Linked DNA regions of Mus musculus: all the other regions are linked to region 3. A link is a contact called in public Hi-C and HiChIP or PLAC-seq data. All regions are on one chromosome and are shown on one strand. The core of a region is the stretch at or near the end of the contact, and the rest is flanking DNA. Distances in the headings are between cores, read along the strand shown.

What was found. Hi-C and Micro-C count contacts between places; a contact is called where the count stands out from the background. HiChIP or PLAC-seq counts read pairs in DNA pulled down with a chosen protein or histone mark.
Region 1: a Hi-C map of the N1E-115 cell line shows a contact between it and region 3, with 3 times the contacts expected there. The contact joins the enhancer-like site here to the promoter of Tmc8 in region 3. A contact is called at or near these places in 2 of 39 promoter capture datasets (embryonic stem cells and hippocampal neurons), 1 of 484 Hi-C or Micro-C datasets (the N1E-115 cell line), 4 of 115 datasets of contacts at active chromatin or transcription factors (double positive thymocytes, embryonic basal ganglia, embryonic stem cells and 1 more) and 2 of 9 other capture datasets (adipose tissue and embryonic stem cells).
Region 2: a contact with region 3 is called in an H3K27ac HiChIP or PLAC-seq map of T-cell acute lymphoblastic leukemia, with 3 times the contacts expected there. The contact joins the enhancer-like site here to the promoter of Tmc8 in region 3. A contact is called at or near these places in 5 of 484 Hi-C or Micro-C datasets (B cells, the HL-1 cell line, embryonic stem cells and 2 more), 7 of 115 datasets of contacts at active chromatin or transcription factors (T-cell acute lymphoblastic leukemia, bone marrow-derived macrophages, embryonic stem cells and 2 more) and 2 of 9 other capture datasets (embryonic stem cells and liver).
Region 4: a contact with region 3 is called in an H3K4me3 HiChIP or PLAC-seq map of forebrain, with 2.9 times the contacts expected there. The contact joins the enhancer-like site here to the promoter of Tmc8 in region 3. A contact is called at or near these places in 2 of 39 promoter capture datasets (cranial neural crest and hippocampal neurons), 8 of 115 datasets of contacts at active chromatin or transcription factors (embryonic basal ganglia, embryonic midbrain, embryonic stem cells and 4 more) and 3 of 9 other capture datasets (adipose tissue, embryonic stem cells and pancreatic islet).

Annotation. Positions count from the first base shown.
Region 1 is chr11:117,452,890-117,455,649 of GRCm38.p6, forward strand. No RefSeq gene overlaps it. Among named protein-coding and RNA genes, the nearest start is that of Gm46264, 9.4 kb to the right of the region's middle. Within about 2 kb of position 1,477, at least 13 of the 459 cell types and tissues checked have an H3K27ac peak or open chromatin away from gene starts, as enhancers often do. A contact at or near this core is called in the N1E-115 cell line, where this site is marked.
Region 2 is chr11:118,084,512-118,087,616 of GRCm38.p6, forward strand. It overlaps Dnah17 (dynein, axonemal, heavy chain 17), which reads right to left. Exons shown (of 81, transcript NM_001167746.1): 36 at 2,402-2,558; 37 at 1,557-1,661. Among named protein-coding and RNA genes, the nearest start is that of Dnah17, 43 kb to the right of the region's middle. Within about 2 kb of position 1,685, at least 10 of the 459 cell types and tissues checked have an H3K27ac peak or open chromatin away from gene starts, as enhancers often do. A contact at or near this core is called in T-cell acute lymphoblastic leukemia, where this site is marked.
Region 3 is chr11:117,780,911-117,783,859 of GRCm38.p6, forward strand. Tmc8 (transmembrane channel-like gene family 8) reads left to right here and starts at 1,387. Exons shown (of 16, transcript NM_181856.2): 1 at 1,387-1,498; 2 at 2,140-2,360; 3 at 2,485-2,633; 4 at 2,861-2,949. The coding sequence starts at 2,200. Gm11723 (a long non-coding RNA gene) reads right to left here. Exons shown (of 3, transcript XR_003949820.1): 3 at 1,745-2,563. It also overlaps a transcript of Tmc6 not described here.
Region 4 is chr11:117,435,582-117,438,297 of GRCm38.p6, forward strand. Gm11732 (predicted gene 11732) reads left to right here. Exons shown (of 5, transcript NR_166733.1): 2 at 768-914; 3 at 1,207-1,432; 4 at 1,778-2,006; 5 at 2,224-2,716. Among named protein-coding and RNA genes, the nearest start is that of Gm11732, 11 kb to the left of the region's middle. Within about 2 kb of position 1,335, at least 70 of the 459 cell types and tissues checked have an H3K27ac peak or open chromatin away from gene starts, as enhancers often do. A contact at or near this core is called in forebrain and neural tube, where this site is marked.

The DNA of each region.
Region 1 (2,760 bases), core at 227-2,726, 330 kb before region 3:
AATAGGTCGTTTATGAAGGCATGGCTTTCGCATGTCTGCAAAGGGGTTTCTCTGAAAGGGCTGGAGCTGCCTGCATTTCTCTGGGTCAGGATGACAGTGGTGGTGATTGGCCATAGTGATAGTGTTGACAACAGTGGTGATGGTGGGGATGTGGTGATGGTGGGGATGGTGGTGATGGTGGTGATGGTGGGGATGGTGGGGATGGTGGGGATGAAGGTGATGATGATGATGGTGGTGATGGTGATAATGATGATGATGGCTAATGGGTGGTGATTCAGGTGATGGTGGATATGATGGTGCTGGTGCTGGTAGTGATGACCTGACTTTTCCTCCATAGCACTAATGATGATGGTGATGATAGCAGTGGTGATGGTCATGATGATGGTGGTGGTGACAGTGATAATGAAGACGGTGACAGGAATAAGATTTCTCATCTTAATCAAAGAAATCATTGAGGTGGGTGATTATACACTTCTCTTGCTGAGAAACTATGGCTCAGGGTAGTCCTATAACTGCAGGAAGACGCATCCAAGTTTGTCCTCAGACTTGCAGGAGCCCCAAGCCCCAGTCCTCCTGACTTCCATCGCTCTGCCCTGGCCGCTGTGTCCCCAGGGCTCTCCAGGGACAAGTTTCCTCCCCGTTCTGTGCCTTGCAGTCTGCAGACTGGCTAGCTGCTCCACTCCACGCTGGGCTGTGAGGACCGTGTGAGGCTGGTTTCTCTTTTAGCTTCCTTCCAGGCAAGATGTAGCGAGGGCCCTGAGGGAGCACCCCCATCTCTCTCCTTGCTTCCCCCCTCATTTCCCAAAGGCCAAACTGGGCAGGCTTGGCTCCGGCTATGTTACCATTTGTGGAGGCAGCCCTACTTCAATCATGAACAGTGTTGGGGTATCACATCCTTTGGCCTTGGTCAACTTTAAGGACAGTCAGTGCACTGAACCTCTGAACCATCTCAAAGACTTACCAGACTCCACCTCTACAGCACTGGGGTCTCGAACTCAGGTCCTCACACCTCAGTACCAAGTAAGTGCTTTAACTCCTCCCCCAGCATTCAACTCAAGTTCCCCATTTGTGACCCCAGCTCCTCTAGCACCATCTACAGCCTGGGGACCCAGGCTTGGCCTCTCCCTGGGTTCTATTCCCCGTTGTCACATCAGGGTTTTCCTGACAGCACACAGCCTGTTCTTGGCTCCCGATAGCAGCATCTGATAGCAGCATCTCCGCTGCCCATCGCCATGGCTTTCCCAGGATTTTCCTCCAGCTGCAGCCCACGGCTGGGTGGAGTCTGTACTCAGACAGAGCTCGTTTAATGAATTAGCTGAATAAATTAATTTGAGGTTCATTTTTCCCAGGCCTCTTGCTTGGGTAGGGAAGCCACCTCCTTGACCTGTGGGGTGAGGCCCCTCGAGGTGGGACAGGACAGGCACATTAAGCCCTGCCTGGATTCCATTAAGTCTCTGGGCAGGGAAGGGGGTGGTGAATGTGGAGCAGCCCAGGGAGCTGTGCCTGTTTAAGGTTAGAAACGAGAGGGGCAGGCTCTGCGGCTAATAGTTCTTGCCCATTAATCACAGTCGGCTGCGGCTGGGTCTCCGTAGAATGTGTTAATTTGGTAATTACCAAGGAGGGGGAGGCTGCTTGAACTCTCGGCCTTTGTCATTATTTTTTTTTTTAAACTGAAATATGAAATCCAGACGGAAGAGCAGGGAGTCTGGTAGATTTAAGTTAGGTAGAGCCCAGCCTGTCCTCAGTGCCTGCTTCTTCTAAGTTGTCTCACTGTCTTCCCCCAGATGTCCCCAGTGCCTCTGGTTTCTGACCCAACACAGGAACTCAGGAGCCGCCATACCCTGGGTTTTGAGTTTGTGATCTCAGAACTGGAATGTCACTCTCAACTGTTTCTTGAGGAGACAGAAGCTGAGTCCATACTTGTAACAAATACCACAACAGCTCAGACTCTGAGCCTCCAGGCTGATGTGCCCTGGGGTCCCTTATTCCTTTCACCACTGTTCTGTTGTCCCTGCTCCCATCTTCCTCTCCTGACCATCCCTCCACCCAGTCACAGCTCAGGCCCCACCCAAGTCATCCTGTGTGACCCCCAGGCTCCAGAGCAGTTTGTGTGCCGCCCCCCAACCCTCATACTGGGTCTTTGTGATGTCTGAGAAGCAAAGCCACAAAGCCAGGCCATACCTGGAACTGAGAATCTGTCTCCTTCCTTAGCACATCCTACCCTGCATTCTCTGGAGTCTGGGTGAACACTTTGATCTGAAGAGCCTCTCAAGTACTGTCACCCTTCAGCCAGGCTCTGTCCCTTCAGATACCCTCCCTCACTTGGGGTGTAGATACTGGGACACAAGGATCCTGCTAAGACCTCAGAGAAGGCTGGTGGTAGAGTGGGTTAAATGTTTGACTTAAGTGCAGGAGGCCTCCTTGGGTTCAATCCCCAGCACTAATAAAAGCCAGGTGTGGAAGCACTTGTCACTATGACTACATAGTAAGTTTGAGGCCAGCTTGAGATAGACACATGGGTTGAGGAGAAAGATGGCTGAGATGACCTCCTTTCTTCGAAGCCTGAGGACACAGGTAAAAAGCCAAGTGGACACAAAGTGTCTGTGTCCCCAGCACTGAGACTGAGGGAGCCTGGGCACTCACTGACCAAGCCACTTAATTAGCTATAAGCTCAGGGAGAGACCCTGCCTTAAGAGATAAGGTAGAGGGCTGGTGAGAGGGCTCCTCAGCTAAAGGTGCTCACTGACAAGCCTGAGGATC
Region 2 (3,105 bases), core at 435-2,934, 300 kb after region 3:
TACTGAAATTCTAGCAAGAGTAGCAGCTGTTTCTGCTACAATGTTGCTTCCGCTACAATGTACTGACTTAGCTCTGGGTGAACAGGTCGGTAAGGGACAGCAGATTGAGAACTGGTCACCTCAACCTTTCTTAGACTCTCTTTGGTGGTCACTTCTATGCTAGGAACATCACTGCGCACTAGTGCTTAGGTGTGTGTACCCAGCACCCTTCCTGTGTAGCCTTGGAACTCTTGCTAACACTCCCCTGACCCGTACCATCTTCCTTTCCCCATTATCCATCATTCCTTTTTTTTACTGTCTGGGTTTGGGGCAAGCGGCTAGGCCTGGTTCGTGAGGACCTCCAAAGTCGGGCCTTGGCCTAGGGCTCTGCAGGTGGGGTCTCAAGCTGATCTGAGATTGGAGGCCAGCCTTGGAGGACCTCAGAGCCCGTTGTCTATCCAGTCTGTCGGGCACCAGGACTGCTGGGGCTCCTGTTTGAAACACAGAGCCCTGCGGGTGAGTTTAAAAGCTTGGGGTGTTGACATGGCCCCCACCCTGTACCCCCTTTGCCTTGGATTCCCCATTGCTGTTCTGTGCCGGGTTAGGGAATTCCCTGGACACACAACCACTCCTTCCCCATCCGCTCTGGCTGGTTAGTTTATACTGAGATACTGCCGTGTTCTTCAAAGCCCAGAGTGCTTCATTCTCTTCTGTCAAGTTCACCTGACTGGCCTGAGGCCACCTCTGCACAGAGCTCCAGCTTGGGGAAGGGTTTCTCCCTACATGGATTATCTAGTGAACGCCAACCGATGCATGGAGATATTGTAACTTAGTTCTTGAAGCCCACAGCTGAGTTCCAGCCGGTTGCAGGCAGCCAACTGTTCAAACCATGTTCAGATAAGGCAGAGCAGCTGTGATCAATCCAGCTGTCTGTATTCTGCACTTCCTTTCCTTGAGACTATAAATACAGCCTGCTGGGGGGTGGGTGGGGGTGGGTGTGGGTGTGGGGGTGTGGGGGTGTGGGTGTGTGGGTGTGGGTGTGGGTGTGTGTGTGTGTGGGTGGCAGGCAGAGGGAGGGTCGTTGGACATTCTGTACCATTTTGGTCTAGTTTGCTGCCAAACAGTACAATCTCAAAGCCAACTAAGGGTTATCAAATATTCTCTCTCTCCCCTTCTCTGTCTTACAAAACAAAGTCTTAATCTATAGTCCTGACTAACCTAGAGGTTGTTCTATAGACCAGGCTGGCCTTGAACTTGTGGCAATCCTCCTGGGTTCATATCACAAAGTGGCAGGAGTTATAGGCATGAGCTACCACACCCAAAGTAGCTCTCTACGTTAGCATCCCCAGGCCGAATCAGTTATACCTCCCTGTATGGGACCCTTACTGTCCCCTCTGTGTGTAAGGGCCCCTGGGAGCCAGGGCAGGGCATCTGAGGCCTCACTGTGTCACCTCCCTGCCCAGTGCTTGGCTGTTGGGGTGGTCAGACAGGAGGGTCTCTGGTGACTGAGATGCCAGGAAAACTGGGCACAACTCCGGGTCCCCCACTGACCCAGAGACTAAGCAGAAGGGCCCTACCTGTACAGCAATCACAGACAAGACCTCCACCGAGATCCGGTTAAACTCATCAAAGCAACCCCAGGCTCCCGTCTGTGCCAGGCCCTTGTAGATGTTTCCACAGGACTACAAAGGGAAAGTCAGATCAGAGAGAGGGAGTGGCCCCCAGAGGCCTGCAGGAAGCAGGTGTCTGGAGACAGCGCCCTTGTACACCTGACCCGCAGGGTCCCAGCGTTTTTTCTAAGCGAACATCAAGTTAAGAAATCCCCCAATCCCTACCCCTGTCTTCTCATTTTATGCACATGGAGGAAGGGATCCTCTGAGGTGGGCTGGGGCTCCAGGAAGATCTTTTCGTGTGACTATGCCATTTTGTCCCCTGCAGGGTCAGCAACACACCCATGGAGTTCACACAGAAGTCCTTCTAGGATCAATAGACTTCACTTTTCTAGGGCCCCTGAGGGGGACACGCTGGTATGACCTTCAGTCAGCAGGGGTCTTGGCCACTGTCCTCAGTCTCAGGATGGGACCACTAGGCTGTGGGGCTCGTCCAACGGGAGGGCGCCCCAACTCCTCCCTTTTATGCTGGGACTGTTACTGTCAGAGTCCCTCCCCTCCTGTTTAGTCCTCTGAGAAGACATGACCCTGCAGCTGATGGACCTGTCCTTGTCCCCTTCAGAGTTCACCCGGTGGCCACTACTTTCACCCTAACCCCACACTGAACGCCAATCAGGTACTCCTACCTGTGTGTGTGTCTCTATTCATAGGGGACAGTCATGGAACTGCCGGGACCTCTACCTCCACAAGTGCTAGTGGGTACTCTGGGTGTACATGCTCTTGGGTGGGGACCCGCAGCCCTGGCCACATACCTTGTAGTCCATCTGCTCTGAGCAGTTGAAGACATACACCATGGTGCCCAGGGCTCTGCCCAGGTCCTTGGTTGTCTCCGTCTTGCCCGTGCCAGCAGGGCCTGCAGGGGCTCCGCCCATGATCAGGTGGAGGGACTGCGTGAGCGTGATGTAGCACCTACAGAGGACCTTGATTGACCTGGGGCACTGTGACCCTGTGACCCACACCCCACTGTGCTCTGCTCGGCTTACTGTGGGGCCGCTGTACTCACTTGGGCCCAGAGACCAAAGTCAGAGCTGGTGTGTATGTGTGCATGTGTGTGTGTGGGTGGGGGGGGGTGGTCACTGTGCTGAGGGACAGGGGTGGGTGCAAGACATGGCCCTCCTGTGGGTTTGGGGGACGGACTCTGGGGACTCGTCAGACACATGCTGAGGGTGTCTTGGGCAGCCTCTGGGCTGAGTGGTTTTATTATCTTGTAATTGATTCAGTCCCTGCACACTCATGAGGGCTCCTGTAGCTCTCTCCCTGTTCTGCAGACCTCAGGGAGGTGAAGCCACTCCTTGGGGACACAGCCAGTGAAGGACCAAGAGCTCAGCCTAAAGCAGGGCTCCTGCCTGGCCCCCAAGACCTGAAGTCTGCATGTAGATCTGTGACCTGGCCCCAAGTTATTTCTGATTGGTAAATAAAGATGCCAACAGCCAATAGCTGGGTAGAAGAGACATAG
Region 3 (2,949 bases), core at 137-2,636:
AGTCCCTAGCCTTCCCACGCGGGATTGAGTAATCGCCTCCTCCCAGCCTGGTTAACTGTTCTTTATCAGAGGCTGAGCAAACGAGTTACTGCCCGCTCCGCCCTGGGCGTGGTGTCTGTTTCTAAAGCTAGGGTTAAACTGCTTCCTGCTGTGCCAAGACAGTCAAAGACCTTTCTATTTCACAGATGAGGAAATTGAACCCGAGAAAGTGTCACCAGCCTCCAGGTGTCACCAGCTGGAGCAAGGAACCTGGCCACCAAGATGCTCCATAGAACCGCTTCCCCCAAGTTACAGACAGGGTGACCGGTGACCGTGAGAAGTAGAAGGGAAAAACAAGTCCCCTCCTACACACGAAGGTTAACAGACCCCAGGAAACGTGTGGGATACCGGAAGGAGATGAAGCCTGAGGGGGGAGGGCGACGCTTCTTCGCAGCTGTCTCTCCGTGCCTGGGTGGGTTTACCAAGCGGCGCCTTGGCACCGGAAGTCTTGGTCTGCAGACCCAGCCCTCCTCAGCCCCTAGTTGACTCCTTGCTCTTACTCTGAATTTTGCACGACTTTGGCCCAATTTGAAAGCCATTTCCTGGGGCGCCTTCCTGTGTGAACTTGTTGGGAGTACAGAGCCTGTGGGCAGGGACACAGGCGGAGACTCAGAATCCAGAGCTGAGACAACAAGGTTTTAAAAGAGGTGAACAGGGAGGAAAGGCTAGGGCTCCCAGAACTGGGAACTGGCCAAGATGACTCCTAAAGGTCTAGTCAGTGGATGACGAGTGACGTGCTTGAAGAAGCTGCTTCCTCAGCTCTTAGGTTGGGCTTGGTGCCAGAGCCTGGCCAGGGCATAGCAACAGGGAGGGCAGTGCCTGCCCTTAAGGCGGTCAGTTCAAAAATAACCTGCCAGCCAGTCATAGTGACACAGGCCTTTCTTTAATCCCAGCCTTGGGCAAGTGTCTCTGTGAGTTCAAGGCCAGCCTGCTCTACATGATGAATTCCAAGACAATCAGAGTTACACAGTGAGACCCTGTCTTGAAATAGAACAAAAAGCAAAGAACAAAGCGCCAGGGATCCGGAGAGGCAGCAGCTCCAGTGCTGAGACCATCCACCCATCACTAGCCTGCTCTCTGGGGCGACTGCGGACCGCAGATAAGGGTCCCCGCACCAGGACACGCCTAAGGGCTGGCGGCCAGGAAGGGGGCTTGCAGGAGTGGGAGCACAGAAAAGCAGGTCGGCCTGGTGCCACCCGCGCCTCTCACCTGTGCCCGTGACCCTCCAGGTCGGGAAGTGCACGCAGAGGCAGAGGAAACTGTGAGGAAGGAAGGCGGGAGTGGGTGGAGGGGAGGAGACGCGGTGGGCCCCCACCCCCGGGGTTCCTGTCACGTGACCCCCACCCCACTCCCTCACCACCCTGCCTGGTGTGTCAAGAGCTGGTCTTAGGAGGGGGCTCTTCGGGGAGCTTGGTCCCTTGCCTCTTTGTGAGCTGCTTGCCTTGTGACAATAAGGACGGTGAGAGGGGGAAGAAGGCCAGGGCTATTGCTTCCTTCCGGATGGTTTGGGGGGGGGGGTGTCTTTTCTTTTCTCATGATTGGGGATGTAGCCACGCCTTCTATTCTGGGTCCCTTGAGAAGACCAGAGCAGACCCAGCCTGGACAAAACACACAGAATGGGGCGGGCAGTGACGGTGCTCGCCTTTAATCCCAGCACTTGGGAGTCAGAGACAAGCAGATTTCTGAGTTCAAGGCCAGCCTGGTCTACAGAGTGAATTCTAGGACAGCCAGGGCTACACAGAGAAACCCTGTCTCAAAAAAACAAAACAAACACACACAGAGAGAACGGAGCCCTAGTACATCCAGAGCTGGGGTGTTGCAGGAAGCTAAATTCTAGGAGCTGTCGGGGGTTCGGGACAGGAGTGACCTCCCAAAAGCCAATCAGCACATGGGAAAAGATTGTGTTTTTCTAAAGCGTAAGGTAAGGTTTAGGACAGACAGCCTTTGCCCGCGGCTTCTCTCTCCTCATATCCTGGAGGCCTTTCACCGTGCTTGGCAGTTGAAGACTAAGGCCTTGGTCAGTGGGTCTGTTTGAGAGGTGGAGTGGGGCAGCCCCGGCTTCGACCACAGCAGGCTTCTTTTCACTGTGGACACTGGCAGGGCCAAGGTGGAGCTCCTGCGAGCAAGGATCTTGCCTGTCTGTCCCGCGCGCCCACTGGGATGTTTCGCCAGTGGTCGGTGCAGTCAGGACCAGCCCCACGAAGGCCTGAATCCCAGGCGGCCTCGGAGGAGCTGTGGGAGCAAGAAGTGGAGCGGCTATGCGCCTCCCGGACGCCTGTGCGGATGCTGCCTTACGCCATGGCAGACAAGCGCTTCATCCGGTGGGTGCCGCTCGGCTACTCTGGACGAGCTGCGCAGGGGTGGGGTGGGGGTGGGGGGCCTCCGGAGGATGCATCTGTCAGATGGATTACTCAAGGGCGCCCCCCTGTCACCACGGTCCTGCAGGGAACTGCGGGAGCCCGAGGGAGTGAAGACCACCTTCTGGCAGCGGTGGCATCGCCCGAGGCGGGTGGCGCGACAACACCTGAGGGAGGCAGAGCAACGGCTGGCCCGCGGCTTCGGTCTCTGGGAGGGAGCTCTCTACGAGATTGGGGGTAGGATCCCATGCCGACCCATATTTCCCACCTTCCTCATCAGCCCCTCCATCCTTGTACACCCCTCGGATTCCTCCTGTGCACACCTAGCTGGGTTACATACAGATCTCTGGAGGGCTGTGGGGGCGCGCGGAGCCCTAATTTTGCCCTGGGCTGGTCCATATTGCCACACATCACACAGCCCTGGGATTCTCAACGTGGCTGACTCTCCCTGTTTTCTCTCGTAGGCCTCTTCGGAACCGGGATCCAGTCCTACTTCACTTTCCTTCGCTTCCTGCTGCTGCTCAACCTGCTGACCATGCTGCTGACTGCCTGC
Region 4 (2,716 bases), core at 85-2,584, 350 kb before region 3:
CAGTAGGAACTGATAAAATACAGTCTCTTCTGGCAAAATCTCCTTTAACCTCTGGGAAGGAAATGCATATGAAAAGGTTATGAATGAAGTATGGGGGCTCTGGGGTGTGACTTAGAGGTAGAGTGCTTGGTGTATACAAGGCCCTGGGCATCCCTCCCCACAAACACAGGTAGGCTACAGGTGGAATGTGATGAGCCAGACCAAGTAGGGGCTTTCTGCAAGTCTCAACCATCTACAGTCTTCCTTGGGACATCAGCGAAAACTGGGACCAAGGAGCTGGGGAGATAGCTCAGTCCGGCAAGCAAGGGGACCTAAAACTGAACCCCCAAATCCAGGTGCTGTGACTCATGCTTGTAGTTCTAGTACTGGCAAGGCAGACACAGGCAGGCAACTTGCAGGAGGCCAACCTAGCCCAGCTAGTGAGTCAGTCTCGGGACCAGTGAGAGACCTGGTCTCAAAACAGAAGGCGGGGCTGGAGAGATGGCTCAATAGTCAAGAGCACCTGCTTCGCAGTCCCCATACCAGGCACCTCCAAACTGGCGGTAGGTCCAGCTCCAGGGAGTCATATGCTTTCTGTTGGCCTTTTCAGGCACTGCACCTATGTGCTCAAGGCTGTTCACAGCCGCACACACATAGTTTATAAAGTAAATAAAAGACAAGGTGTATAGCGCCTGAGGCACAACATCAAGGTTGACCTTTGACATCCGCATGCACGTGAACGTGCAAGTTTCTCTCTTGTGCTTTCTCTTGCTCTCTCTCTCTCTCAGGAATTGAGTCCAAGAGAGAAAAAGGAAAAAGACAGGAGCAGGGAGATCCACTGGATTCACTGGAAACGGCAGTGACACCGGCTCAACCATACAGAGTTCCAGCCACATCTGACACGAGACGACAGGTCTAGCCTATGCTCAAATAAGGTAGGAAAGCCCACAGCTTAGCTGCAGGAGAGGAGGACTGTCCCAGCCTGCTCATCTGAGTCGGGCAGGGTAGAGGAGCGCGCCTCAGGAAATGTCAGGCTGAGCCCTTGCCTCCTGTGTATGGGCAGCCCCATCTCTACCTCCCAGCACCCCCTTCCTCTCCTGTAGGACGGAAGTGGATTCCAGAGCCTGTCCCCAGGAACCCCTTCTGCTTGTGGGTGGGTTGGGTCTTTGAGTCGGACGTTCCCATTGTTGATGGTTGCTCCTGATTTGAGGTTTGCATTCTGCCTAGGGGATGGCGCCAGGTTTACACTGCGGCAGCCTGGCAGGGCTGCCCCTCCTCCGTAACCATTGCCAGCTACTCACCCTCACAGTGCCTTGTGACAGCCCTGGCTGCCCGGAGCTGCTCAGCCGAGCAGGTTGCCATGGAGACGAGCCCGTGTAGGCTTCCCCATCAGTTTGCCAGCAACTTTTCAAGAAGGCTTGGGAGCCCCGGGGTTCCTGTGCAGGCGCAGGCGGTGAGCAGCATGGAGAGGCACTGGGAATGAGAGAGGGGTCAGAGGTCATCACAAACCTCTGTGTGTTGTATAAGTCTCATTTCGATCCTGCCGTGAGGATTATCTGCTTGGTCGGGTGAGGGACAAGTAGTAGGGGGTGTTCTGGACCCCAGACTGTAGGTGCTAGGGAGACTCCTCATGCTTGGAAGAGTTGGGGGTAGAGGCTGTGCAGTTTTCTTTGCCGCGCTGGAGTTTATCTGCTACTTCGGCTTCATCCAGGGGTGGAATAGGAGAGGCTAGGGGCTCTGGAGGGCTCCTCTTCCCTGAATGGACTAAGGTCCTCACTGGTGGAATCTGTTATCGCAGGTGCAGGAAGCTGGAGAAGGGACTGATGTTTTGATTCCTCTTGCTCTCATGTCCCCTTCCCCTTCTGCCATGAAGAACAGCTCCTTCCAGACGCTGCTGGCTCCCTTGGGCTTCCCAGCCCGCAGAACCATGCAGCCAATAAGCATCGACTGCATATGAGTTGCTCAGCCGGGGGTATTTTGTTATCGAGGCAGAATTAGAATATGGACCAAAACCTTGTGTGTCTCAGGTAAGGTTATGGTGTGGGCACAGCACACAGTTGGGGTCATTATGCTTAAGGGAGCCCACAGTCCAGCGTGGCACGACCAGGAGACTGATGGGGACGGGTGCTGAGGCTGGGCTGCCTACAGACACTTTTGATTTTTAAAGGTGATTTAGTCTTATGATCTCTCTCTCTCTCTCTCCCTCTCTCTCTCTCTCCTCTCTTTCTCTCTGTGTGTGTATAGTTGAGTGTGTATACCCGAGGAGGCCAGAGATGTCAGATCCCCCCTAGAGCAGGAGTAACAGTGCTTGTAAGCTGCCTGACACAGGTTCTGGACCTTCTGATGAGCAGTCCACATTCTATAACAGCAAAGCTGTCTCTCCAGTTCCCCAGACACGTTTTATATTGCTGGTGGCTGAGTTTGTGTACACTTTAAAATTCGACGAGGAAGTGGGGTGGGGCTTGAGCAGGGGGATGCCATCGCATCACGGGTGTGTGGACACAGTAGGGGGCAGGGTAACATGGCCTGACACAAGCCATGTAAGCCACGCATGGAGTCAGAGAGCTAAATGGCACACGGGAGCCAAAGGCGTCCTGGGAACCACACTTCAGTGGGGATAGTTGCTTAGGAGCAAGTGAACAGCGCTCACTGAGGCTGGAAATGGATCTTGTACTGGGCAGCAGACCCAGGGCCTGAGCAAGCCAGACAAGCACTCTACCACTGAGTACACCGTACA